Linked DNA regions of Dromaius novaehollandiae: region 2 is linked to region 1. The links are chromatin contacts, called in public Hi-C maps. All regions are on one chromosome and are shown on one strand. The core of a region is the stretch at or near the end of the contact, and the rest is flanking DNA. Distances in the headings are between cores, read along the strand shown. Region 1 overlaps WDR93 (WD repeat domain 93). Region 2 holds the start of BCL2A1 (BCL2 related protein A1).

What was found. A called contact is a pair of places that touch in the nucleus more often than the background predicts.
Region 2: a contact with region 1 is called in a Hi-C map of brain, with 8 times the contacts expected there. The contact joins the promoter of BCL2A1 here to the enhancer-like site in region 1. A contact is called at or near these places in 3 of 4 Hi-C or Micro-C datasets (brain, liver and ovary).

What each region holds. Positions count from the first base shown.
Region 1 is chr10:9,652,473-9,657,602 of bDroNov1.hap1, reverse strand. WDR93 (WD repeat domain 93) reads right to left here. Exons shown (of 17, transcript XM_026121314.2): 17 at 3,676-4,247. The coding sequence ends at 4,142. Among named protein-coding and RNA genes, the nearest start is that of WDR93, 15 kb to the right of the region's middle. Within about 2 kb of position 1,437, at least 1 of the 2 cell types and tissues checked has open chromatin away from gene starts, as enhancers often do.
Region 2 is chr10:9,887,570-9,892,929 of bDroNov1.hap1, reverse strand. It overlaps BCL2A1 (BCL2 related protein A1), which reads left to right and starts at 3,178. Exons shown (of 2, transcript XM_026121317.2): 1 at 3,178-3,872. The coding sequence starts at 3,453.

The sequences.
Region 1 (5,130 bases), core at 188-2,687:
TACAGGCGTTTCACACTCAGCAGCCCAGGCCAATTTGCCATTCAGATACTATATGTTCCCTCCCGCACAATCAGCAGCCCTGCAGTGACATGAGTCATTCCCCTTCCCCTCCTCTTAAAGCACGGACTCCCCCGGGGCTGAGCCAATGCATGTCACTGCACAGAGGTGGGCGCATGGGAAGGCCTGGCTCTTGTAATGACAAATCCTCCCCTGCTGCACTACCAGTCTGCGGGACTACAGCACAGCCCTGTTGCTTGGCCTGTGAAGGCTGTAGGTTTTCACAGCTCAAGTCCTGCTGTTTTCAGCTATGCGGAGTGCCTGTAAACCCACAGGGCAATAGCCAAGACACACACAGCATCACGCTAGTAATGACGCAAATCTCTCACCTCTGATTATCTAACATCATCAGCAAGGCTTAAATAATTATTTTCTGTATTTTGGCCTCAAAAACATGGCTGATTTCCCATTCAAGCCAATGGTCCTACTCTTGTAAGATCAGATATAAAAGCTGAACCATGCTCCCCATGCCCCAGAAGAGGCTGCACATGAAATGTTGTGTCAGGTTCTAGACAGAACACCAGGAATATGGACAAACTCACAGGGGTTTGCAGAAACCCAGACTTAAACTGGACAGAGATGTCTGGCACAAGCATTAGGAGAGATTAAGAGAGTTAAATCAGTGTAGCTTGGCTGAACAGCACAACTCTTCAGCTATAGTCTGGACCCAAGGGAAGAGAAACTGTAGCCTGGTACAGGGAACTGTCTTTACGAGTAATGAGATGACACTAGGCTGGACAGTGAGCGCTGTTTGAGCCATTAGGAATGGGATGCAGTACCTGGTTCCCCTATATCTAGATACAAGTTTGTGCTCAGGGACAACCTTTAAAGAACAGCAGGGGAGGAAGCTTGGCCCTGGGTTGCCCCTTCACAACAGTGTGCTCCTACTCTCAGGGCAAACAGAACAGGCACACTTGCTGGAACTATCCCGCCCTGGTCACCACTATGTCCCCCACAGTGCCTTGCGGTGACATTACACAGACCAAATAAGTCACACAGGTCTTTGCTGAGTCCTCCCCAGGATGGCTGCAAGGTGTATGCAGTGAGGCACTACAGGATACAGCTGTCCCAAGGCTGGCAATACAGAGGCCAGGAGTGCAGCCCAGAGAGCACACCATGCTTCAGCTGTTCAAAGGCCCATACTCCTTCCAACAGTAAGGATACGGCTTACCCAAACAGCCCTAACCTTTGCTGACCCTCAGCAGGGGAATGTTATCAGATCAGCTTCTGACTTCCCCTACTTCCAAAGCACAAGCAAGCACACGGAGGTAGGATGACATTTGGCTTTTTGCAAAGAATAGCAGATAATTTAGTGAGATTAAAAAACAGCCTCCTCTCCCACAGAAACCACCTCTGCATAGCGGGGCAGTAGCCTGGCTCCACTGGAATGATGCTGCTCGAGCGCCTCTCTGTGGCTTTTTGAGCTCCTGTTCCCGCACTCACACAATCCTTTTGAATTCACCACTTTTTTTGTTCCTTTGAATTACAGAGACAAATTGCTCTTATTATACCCAGGTAGCATCTTTGAGTTCACTGAACTTGTCGCTGAGCCAGAACTAGGCCCAGCTGAAGCTAACAGTTTTACCTTTTGATGGTGGTATTATGATACCTCTCCATGCATTTCTATAATTTCCAGCAGCAGCATTAGCTCAAACTGGCTCAGGCCTATGGCTGCCTAGGGCTCACTGAGTGACTGGGAAGGAAAAAATGGCTGGAAAGGGTATCATCTTTGGAATAAGCAACCAGGTGCCTCTGATCCTCTCCAGAATGGGCTGTGAAGCTCAGCACACAGCTCCATCACCAACGCCCATATCAACATGCTGATCATACCAATTTCTCTATAGCCCTTCAAAGAAGCAGGAAACAAATGGTCCCCTGCTGAAGTCATGAGTAAAACAAAGGCCCTTCATCAGCCTCCTGCAGCTGCTTGTTGTTTTCCTCTCCCTGTGAAGCCGGCCAGCTTCTGGTTATCTTGGCCGAGCACATGATTAGGGTTTTACAGCAAATTCAAACTGCAAACAAACAAGCACATCTTGAGATGAATACACAAACTGGTGGATGCACAGTACATCTAGCTGCTCTACCGGTTAGAGCATCTCCATCTTTGGAGATATTCAAAAGCTGTCTGGACATGGTCCTGGGCAACCCACTCTTAGTAACCTTGCTTGAGTAGGGAGGGTGGACTAGGTGATCTCCAAAGGTCCCTTCCAGCCTCAACCATTCTGTGATTGTGAGCAGATCCTGTCCTGCCTCTTCTTCAGTTGCTAGACAAGCCCTACTCCTTTTCTGGATGGAAAGCAGATGGGGTAAGATCAAAGCACACAGATCTTCCAGGCCTTTACATTTAGACAAACAGCAAAGATTATACCAAGTGCTGTTCAAAGGGCTGTATATTTGTTGTGCTAGCTCTCTGCAGCAAGGGAAGCAATGCAGGAATAGGAATTCCTGCCCAGAGTAATCCAGTTATGGCAGAATGTCCATTGTTTCTTAAATTGCCACAGTTAGTGCTAAACCAGGTGGCTCAGTTTAAATAGGCATTAAAGGTGTTTTGAGCTAACCAGCCCGACTTTGCACTGAGGCAGATGGTGAGTGCTCATACAACCCACTCTCAATGTGCAGAACAATTAGATGAGCTTGGAGTTGTAACCTGTGGCAGATGGAAAGTGATAGCACAAAGGGCTTTGCCATGGCCCACAGAGCCCTTCACAAAGGTAGCTATTCAGATAGCTTGTACTTCTCCAGAGCAAGTCCAAGCATCTGAAACTATGAAACAAGTGTAATGCTTCTTTTGTTTCCTACCTCTACCACAGACTAGGTTGCCTTCACTTTCCAGAAGATGAGCTGAGACCTCTCATCAAACCTCAATCCAGAACAAGACAATTTCCTATGAAAAAATCTGAAATGGGACATTGGCATAGGAGAGTCTACATAGTTCAAACTGTGCTGAATGCCAGCACTCTGTAGTGATGCTTTGCTGAACCCTTGGAAGGACTCACCAGAGGGAGAACTAAGACTAATATAGCTCACCCTTGTACATAGATGGGAGCCATCAACACCACTTCAGTGGCATCACATTTGGGTCTTGTTCCAGACATGGGTGCTTGGCTTTGCATTGCCCCTGCCCGTTCCTTTTCCTGTGCTGTCTGTAGCTTTATGGCCTTTGACCAGTGTGCTGGGCATACTTCTGGACTGTCTTTGGCTCAGCACAGCCCGTGACTTCCCTGAGCACCCAAGCTTCTGCCCAGCTGCTCAGTAACATCAATACTTGGCTCTGACACTGGTTCTAGCCTAACCTTAATCAGTGAGACTGACTGCCTGTGTCCAGACTATAATTCCTATTGCTTCGAAGCTTCCTGCTTTGAAGTCAAAAGAAACAGCTAGACTGAGGAACAAGCTGGATGAGTCCTGACACACTTTGCAGCATCACTGCTGCTTGGCCCTGCTACACTCTGGGTGATGCCAGCCTCACGGCTGACTTGCTGCCTGGTTTAAAAGGACCAGGTCTCTTGCTAAGCACAAGGATGCTGCTGCCTGCCCATCTGGGTCAGAGCAGAAGATGAGACACACTGGCGAAATGCAAAGACAAAGACAGAGCATCCAAGTCTGGTAAAATGCCAGTCCTGTGAAGTGCAGAAGACACACTAGACAAAGCTTTATTAAGAAGGGACATTGTAACACACCGTATTGCTCTGATGCTCCAGGTCTTTGGGAAGACTCAAAAATCCAGTGCAAATCCTTAACTGAACCACATAAGTGTTGGGCCTGCCACCTTGGCAAGAAGCCTTTCCTATCTCAAGACTGTCCCATATGTTTTGTTTGTCTCTGATGAGGAGGAGCTGATCCCTGCTGGAACAGGCTGAGGATTAGGTGAGAAAAGCAGGGCGCGGATCCTATCGCAGAGCAGCAGGTATGAGCAGCAGGCAGGGAGCCAGTCCAGATGACAAGTTGCTCCAGGCTGGAAAGCCACAGGACTTGCACGGAGTTGGTGTTCAAATGTCAGTCCTGGGGCATTGGCCTGCAGGACTGTAATAGCAAAGACCCTAGCCCTCAGGATGCAAGGCTGACTAAGGCTTCTGCTGTCCCCTCACTTTTTTTCTCTCTCTTTCTCTTTGTCCATGGCAGCTGCATGTGCCTGAAGCCGGCTCCAGCACTCAGGCATCTGCTCCCTGAGTCCCAGCAGGCTCTGCTGCCTAATAAGGGAAAGAAGAAGGGGTTAGAACAGTCTCTGCCATTGCCTCTGCTATCCCCCTTAATGCTCAAGAAGGTTCCCCAAGGGTCCCTGGGGCTCACTGCAAATTAAGCGGTTCCAATTTCTTGTGTCTGAAAGGCCCAGAAATTTATTCCATGCTACTCAGCACTAATGTGCTCTTGTCAGTGGTGACCTCCGTACTTCTCCTCGACTGTCAGCCCCTGTAGACACAGGTCTCACTGCTGTTGTCAGGTCAGAAGTAGGGCATGTGCTATGGATTGCTAGCAACTCCTTTCTCTGGCTTTAGCTCTCAGTACCCAGGGAGCAAGGTATCCCTGCAGGTGATGTCTCCACAGTTTTGCTGTTATGAGGTTGACAAAAGTCACCTCTCCAGCTTTGTGAGAGGGAAGGACAGAATGGCATGGATGAAACTTTTCTGCCCTTAGTCAGCACCATAGGATTTGTCCTAGAAACAAGGAGGTGGGGAAGGCTAGTAGTTAATATGACACGTTGGTCATGCCTGCACCTACCTGCTCCACTTCAAGTCAGAGAATTAAAGCCTAGGGATAAGACTGAACAGAATGTCATTGACATGAATCTGGCTTCAGGTTCCCAAAAGTAGTAATTCAAGGAAAAAGTCACCTAATAAGAGATGCCGCATTGCCATCTAGTGACAGCATGAATTCAAAGCATCAGCTAGGAACAGATCACATTGCAACCTCGGCAGGAGAGTGCCAGGGGCCTTCTTATACTGAGAAATCACCAGCACAAGTCTACTTACAAACAAAGCAAATCTAGTAGTGGAGAGGAGGAGCAAAGTGCAAAGAACTCTGTCTGTCTATGGGCCCAAAAGAAAGGCAGGCATGTAAGTGAAGATCATATTC
Region 2 (5,360 bases), core at 1,929-4,428, 230 kb before region 1:
GAAAAGCCATATTCTAATGCATAGGAAAATAGAGGGTAAATAAAAGTCACCAAAGCCTCCTGAAGCCTTATATCAGGTCTATGCAGGACAGCTGGAAAGTTACAACTTAGCCGAGCAGTTCTTTTGCAATAAAATCCAATACTCCTGAAAAACTGTGCTGGTCTGGTCATGAAAACGGGAAGAAAACTAGAAAAATTCTGTAAGAATTTTCTCAGGGCCTCAAACCCTTCCTCCAGACAAAGCTCAACTACCTTAGAAGAGCTTACAGTTCCCACACTTACCAGGAACTGCAGCAACTCTCTGGCAAAGCAGATGTAGTACAAATAGCTCAACAAAGCTTTGACTGTTTTGGCTTAGCTTTTGTCTCAGAAAAGATGAGATACAATCTCTTACAAGTCAGTTTTATGAGGATATGTCAACTCAGTCCCCATCTGTTCTAGAAAAAGAGCGTTTCCAGGTTAGAGTAGAATATAGAGTCAAATCCACAGAGCACAGACTGAAATTCAAGTATTTGAAGCCCCTTGCTATGCCAGGTATCAAGAGGGAGAGTTTGCATTTGAGTTTCCATGTCAGACTGGTTTCTATTTCAAACCTATTATTAACAGTTATCATTTATAAAAGACAAAGTATACACAGCTAAGAAGAAAAGGTGAAAGAAGCAGTGAGATAGATGCACTGTATGCAGCACTGGGGAGACAGAACAGGTAGAAGAAAGAGCAGAGATGAACTAAGTTAAAGATATTCACTTAGAGCTAAAAAAATTTAATAAAATCTGCTAGGAGAAAGGAAGGCACTGCCTAGTGTAGAAAGTGAGAATCAGAGCCTTACAGTGGCGTGATACAAGGACGAGATCCCAAAGCTGATCTCTTACAGTGTCCGGAATCGACCACTGGAGCTTGGGAAGAATGGGCTAGTGTGTTCTTGTTTCACCTCATTTTTAATAAGGGATTAAGGCTTTTCATGAAAGAGTATTCCTGAAGAATGCTTCTGTCCCAGAAACCAGCTTAAACTGTCATTGCTGCTAAACATCCAGCATTTGGAATTGCACCCTCCACTACCTTCCACTGAAAAGCAAATGTGCCCAACACTGACGTGAAGAGAACTGAGGCAGTTTGCAACAGCTACATCCTGAGTTCTAGTCTTCTGCATCGCACCTTGTCCTTAGAGATGTCTGATCGGAGCTGCCAGCTCCCTTTTGGCAGCTGAGCTCTGAGCTTCACCTCACAGCCCTTTAGGAGATCAAGAGACTGTGAGCAGCAGCATATGCACCAGAATGGCCAAGACATTAGCACTGATTTCTTTCAATAATGGTGGCATATTGCTAGCCTTATTTCATCACCCTCCTCAGAATCCTAAAGGCTCCACTAACAAAGAAATATCTGCTTCTAGCAATGCTCTGCTCCCACAGATGGTGAGGAAAGCAAACTTGTCTCCTTGGGTATTGGTCACTGTTCTCATGTTAACTCTTACTTACCTTCAGAGTGTTTGCAATAAGCTTTTCATTAATCAATTATTAAGACAGTCAAGAGCGTACCACAACTTTACAGACTCTGTTATATAAAAGAAGGGTTCTTTTGACTTTTCCTCAAATACCTCTCTTAGCCCTGTTTGCAGCAAGCTTTTGACAGGAGAGAAACTGTCTGGGTATAGCAAAGCCTTTCCTGTCCCAGAAATTTCTGCCCAAGATTTATCTGAGTTGCAAAGAGTTAACAACTGTCACATTCCCCCCCCCCTTTTTTTTCATTTGCATTCCTCATAAAAATGTTGGCAGTTTGCTGAAAACACTGAACATAGCAAAGCCAGAACCAGCCTAATAGCTCTGCCAAAGCAGCGGCTGCAGGTACTGGATAGGGGATGCCTTTGACCTTTCAAAATGAGCTTTGGTAAGAATGCGCGTGTGTGTATGGAGGTGGGGAGAGCTAGCTTCCCACGCCAAGCCCATTCCCAGTCCTGGCATCTTGTCCTTTCCTGAGAGTAGCATGTAACACAGGGATTCTTCCAGCTCATATTGCCCCCCTAAACCCATTCTCTCTGATCACCTCCCACCTCCAAAAGAAAGTGAGGCAAAAACTTTCCCTAGGCTGGTAATTGAAGTGATGGATGTCTGTTCAAACCCTGCTGAGGATGGAAGATTACTATTGTCATTCTGAGAGAGACGTGTCATACACAGAAGAAAAACCCTGAGAAGGAACTGGAAACTGCAGTGCTCTATTCAGTTTCTGCAAAGCTGTGATGTCAGAGCAGCAGCATGCATGTTGGGTAGGTGGGGGCTAAATGGCTGGGGCAAGTGAGAGGTGGCTCAGGAGTAGAAGGATGGAGAAAGGGAAGGAGAAGAAAGGATGGAGAAAGAGAGGGGTCAAGCATCTGATTGCTTGCTGCCCTGAAGCCTTTGCAATGGGGTGAAATTCTTTAGAGCCACATCCTGTCCCTCTAGCCATGTCAGATTGCCTCAGGCAAAGAGTTTGTCAGGAGAGCGAGAGCTACACCCCCCCAAACACACCTCAGCTTTACTTCCAAAAAACATCTGCTTGACCAAAAATTTGAATTGAAGAGCAGTAATTGGAGGTATCATGAAGGATTCAGATGGTATCACACATTCCCAGCTTGGCCCCATATTTTCCATCTCATGTTATGACACGCTGACTGCATTAGTATTATCTTTTATACTAATATTGTCTTTTACACCAGAACTACCTGAGGGGGAAGGAGGGCTTTGAAGCTACACATTCAAATCTTCAAAGAAGGACATCGAAGAGCACTCCTAGAGATGGTGTGGGAGAGTTTGGAACAGGGGAGCAACACTATAAAACTGGTTCTCCTCCTTTTCTATACTTGCTGGGAAAGATGTATCACCTTTGTTTTCCCTCTTTGAGCAGTTACATAAAGCCCCCTGAAGGATGATGACAGTTTATTTATTTTTCCATCCTGTTGGCAACTTCTACCAGTTTCTTCCAATAGCTGTGAATTAGAAATAATCGCTATACCTACAGTACAGATTGGAGCTTTAAGCACCAGCAGTGATGAGACTGGGGGGACAAGGCACCTGCATGCTCCTACAGCATACAGCTTTTTAGGCATTTTTTTAAAAGTCAAATGCCTAACCTTTGCTGGCATTACAAAGCAGAGGCCCCTAGAGAATGCCAATTTATACTGCTAAAGAATGTGGTAAAAGCTGGTGATTTTAGTTGTAAAATCTTACTATTTACAGAAATAATAAATCATTCAAGAAGACATGTTTTCTCCCTCTGAGCAGATGCTTTTTCTTTCATTTCCGCTGTCACATATTCCACAACCCACACAATCATTAAGTCACTCGGTTTTTACAGGAACTTCTGTGGTAAAGCAGAAAAATTCCATCAAACCCTGAAGATAAAAAGCTGTGTGCATGCTCTGTGGCTGCTTATTATTGCCCCAATTAAGAGCTGTGCACTGCTCTCCAAGTTTGATTCTAAATGGAAACCGCTGAGTTTTATTACGTTTATTATTTAGCTCACGATTATCTGCAGTATGTTCTTCAAGAATCACATCTTGGACCAGCCCAAACCAGAGTTGCTCACGTCCTACGAAACATTGCATCTTCACTGCAAGATCAAACAGAGGAGGCTCTCCGACCGTTCTTGGATAGGATTGATATTACCTCTGTAGATGTTGCCAAGAGAATTTTCAATGGAGTCATGGAAGAAAAATTTGCTGATGGAAATACTAACTGGGGACGAATCATGACCATATTTACATTTGGAGGACTTCTCACTAAGAAGCTTCAAGAGCATGGAGTTCAGCTCACAGGAGAGGAGAAGGAGCAGATTTCTTATTTCATCACAGAGTACATCATAAACAACAAAGCTGAATGGATAGATGCAAATGGTGGCTGGGTAAGTTTCAGTCCAACATCTTGTCATTTTCCACCGAAGTGTTGATTGTTCTTAATTAAAGGAAAATATTGTTACAGAAAATGTCAAAAACATTATTGTCAGGGCTTTATTTGGTGGCTTAATTCCTGATGTCTGGAATTTCTCCTTGAGACTTACAGTAAAAACTTTGTTTCTCCTTGAAATGGAACAATGCTAAAAGACATTCTGCTTTTAGAAAAATCACTTTCTGTACCTTTAACAGTTAAAACCTTACAGATAGTCTTGATTCATAGGATCATGCCATAATTCAGGTTGGGAGGGACCTTAAGAGATCATCCAACCTCATGTTCAAAGCAGGGTCAGCTAAGAGTTCCATGAAATTTCCCACTCTTAAATCCAAAATTAAATGGCATCCTAAGAATAGGTTCAGCAATTATGCTTCTGTAGAGGAGTTGGTCCAAGTTAAGGAAAGCAAAGAACACACAGATGTGATCCTCAGAGCTGAAGTCAATGCTTTTGCTGTGGATTTCAATGAAGCCACTATTTAATCTCCCAAGTCAGTTTACTTTAACAAATTTACAGGTAAATACAACTGGGGTCAAATCATATCTGTTTGTTTTGCACTGAGATAATCTTACAACCTTCATATACCAATGGTCAAAACTGAGAAAAGCAGTTGTCAGTACATGGATTATTTTGTCAAGCTGCTGAAATTCACTTCTGCTAGTGGAGGGGGAGGTTCCTTTCACTTTGCAGTTTCATTATGGCGGTATTTTGTATTGAAGTTAGCGGAAGTGGAGAATAAATGACATTAGAGTCAGTTATTTCCCCGGTACTTTTTTCCTTTACCTATTTGTAAATGGTAATTTTTCTTTCCACCCCTCTCTATTCCCACTTCTCTGTATCTGCTATTATTGCTACTTCTCTTACATTTGCTATTACTTTTTTCCCTCACTTGTTTTCTAGTGCTTTTCTTTTCCTTTATTTTCCTTTTCCTTGCTTTAGTCCTTTCTCTGATAACAGTAAAAAAGGTGATAGCGAGTCACTGATCCTTCATGCATCAGATTTATTATAAAGGCTTCTCTCTCCATCTTTTTCAAATAGAGCCAAATCCTATCTACAAGTATCAACTTCTGGCAACATTCTGTGTCATAATATGTGGCTCATCACAGTAAAATAATGAGGCTTAAAAGAATAAATTTATAAGTATATTATTACATCAGAAACATGGTATTTTTATCTTCCTTAAAGATGTAGGCTCAAATGATATAGTTCACATTCATTTTCTATTTATACGGGGAGGGCACAATCTTGACTTGCAGATAAAACAAACATTCAGCAAAGTGCAGCTATTTTCAGCTACTTTTCTTAAAGTCCTATTCATCTTTCTAACATAGAGCACTGAAAAGTTGTCCCTCTACGCAGAATGGTGTAGCACGCTTAACGTGACACTAGCGTGAAGTGGTGCATTTTTCCTACATGCTCACTATTTTTAAGCTATCCCTAACT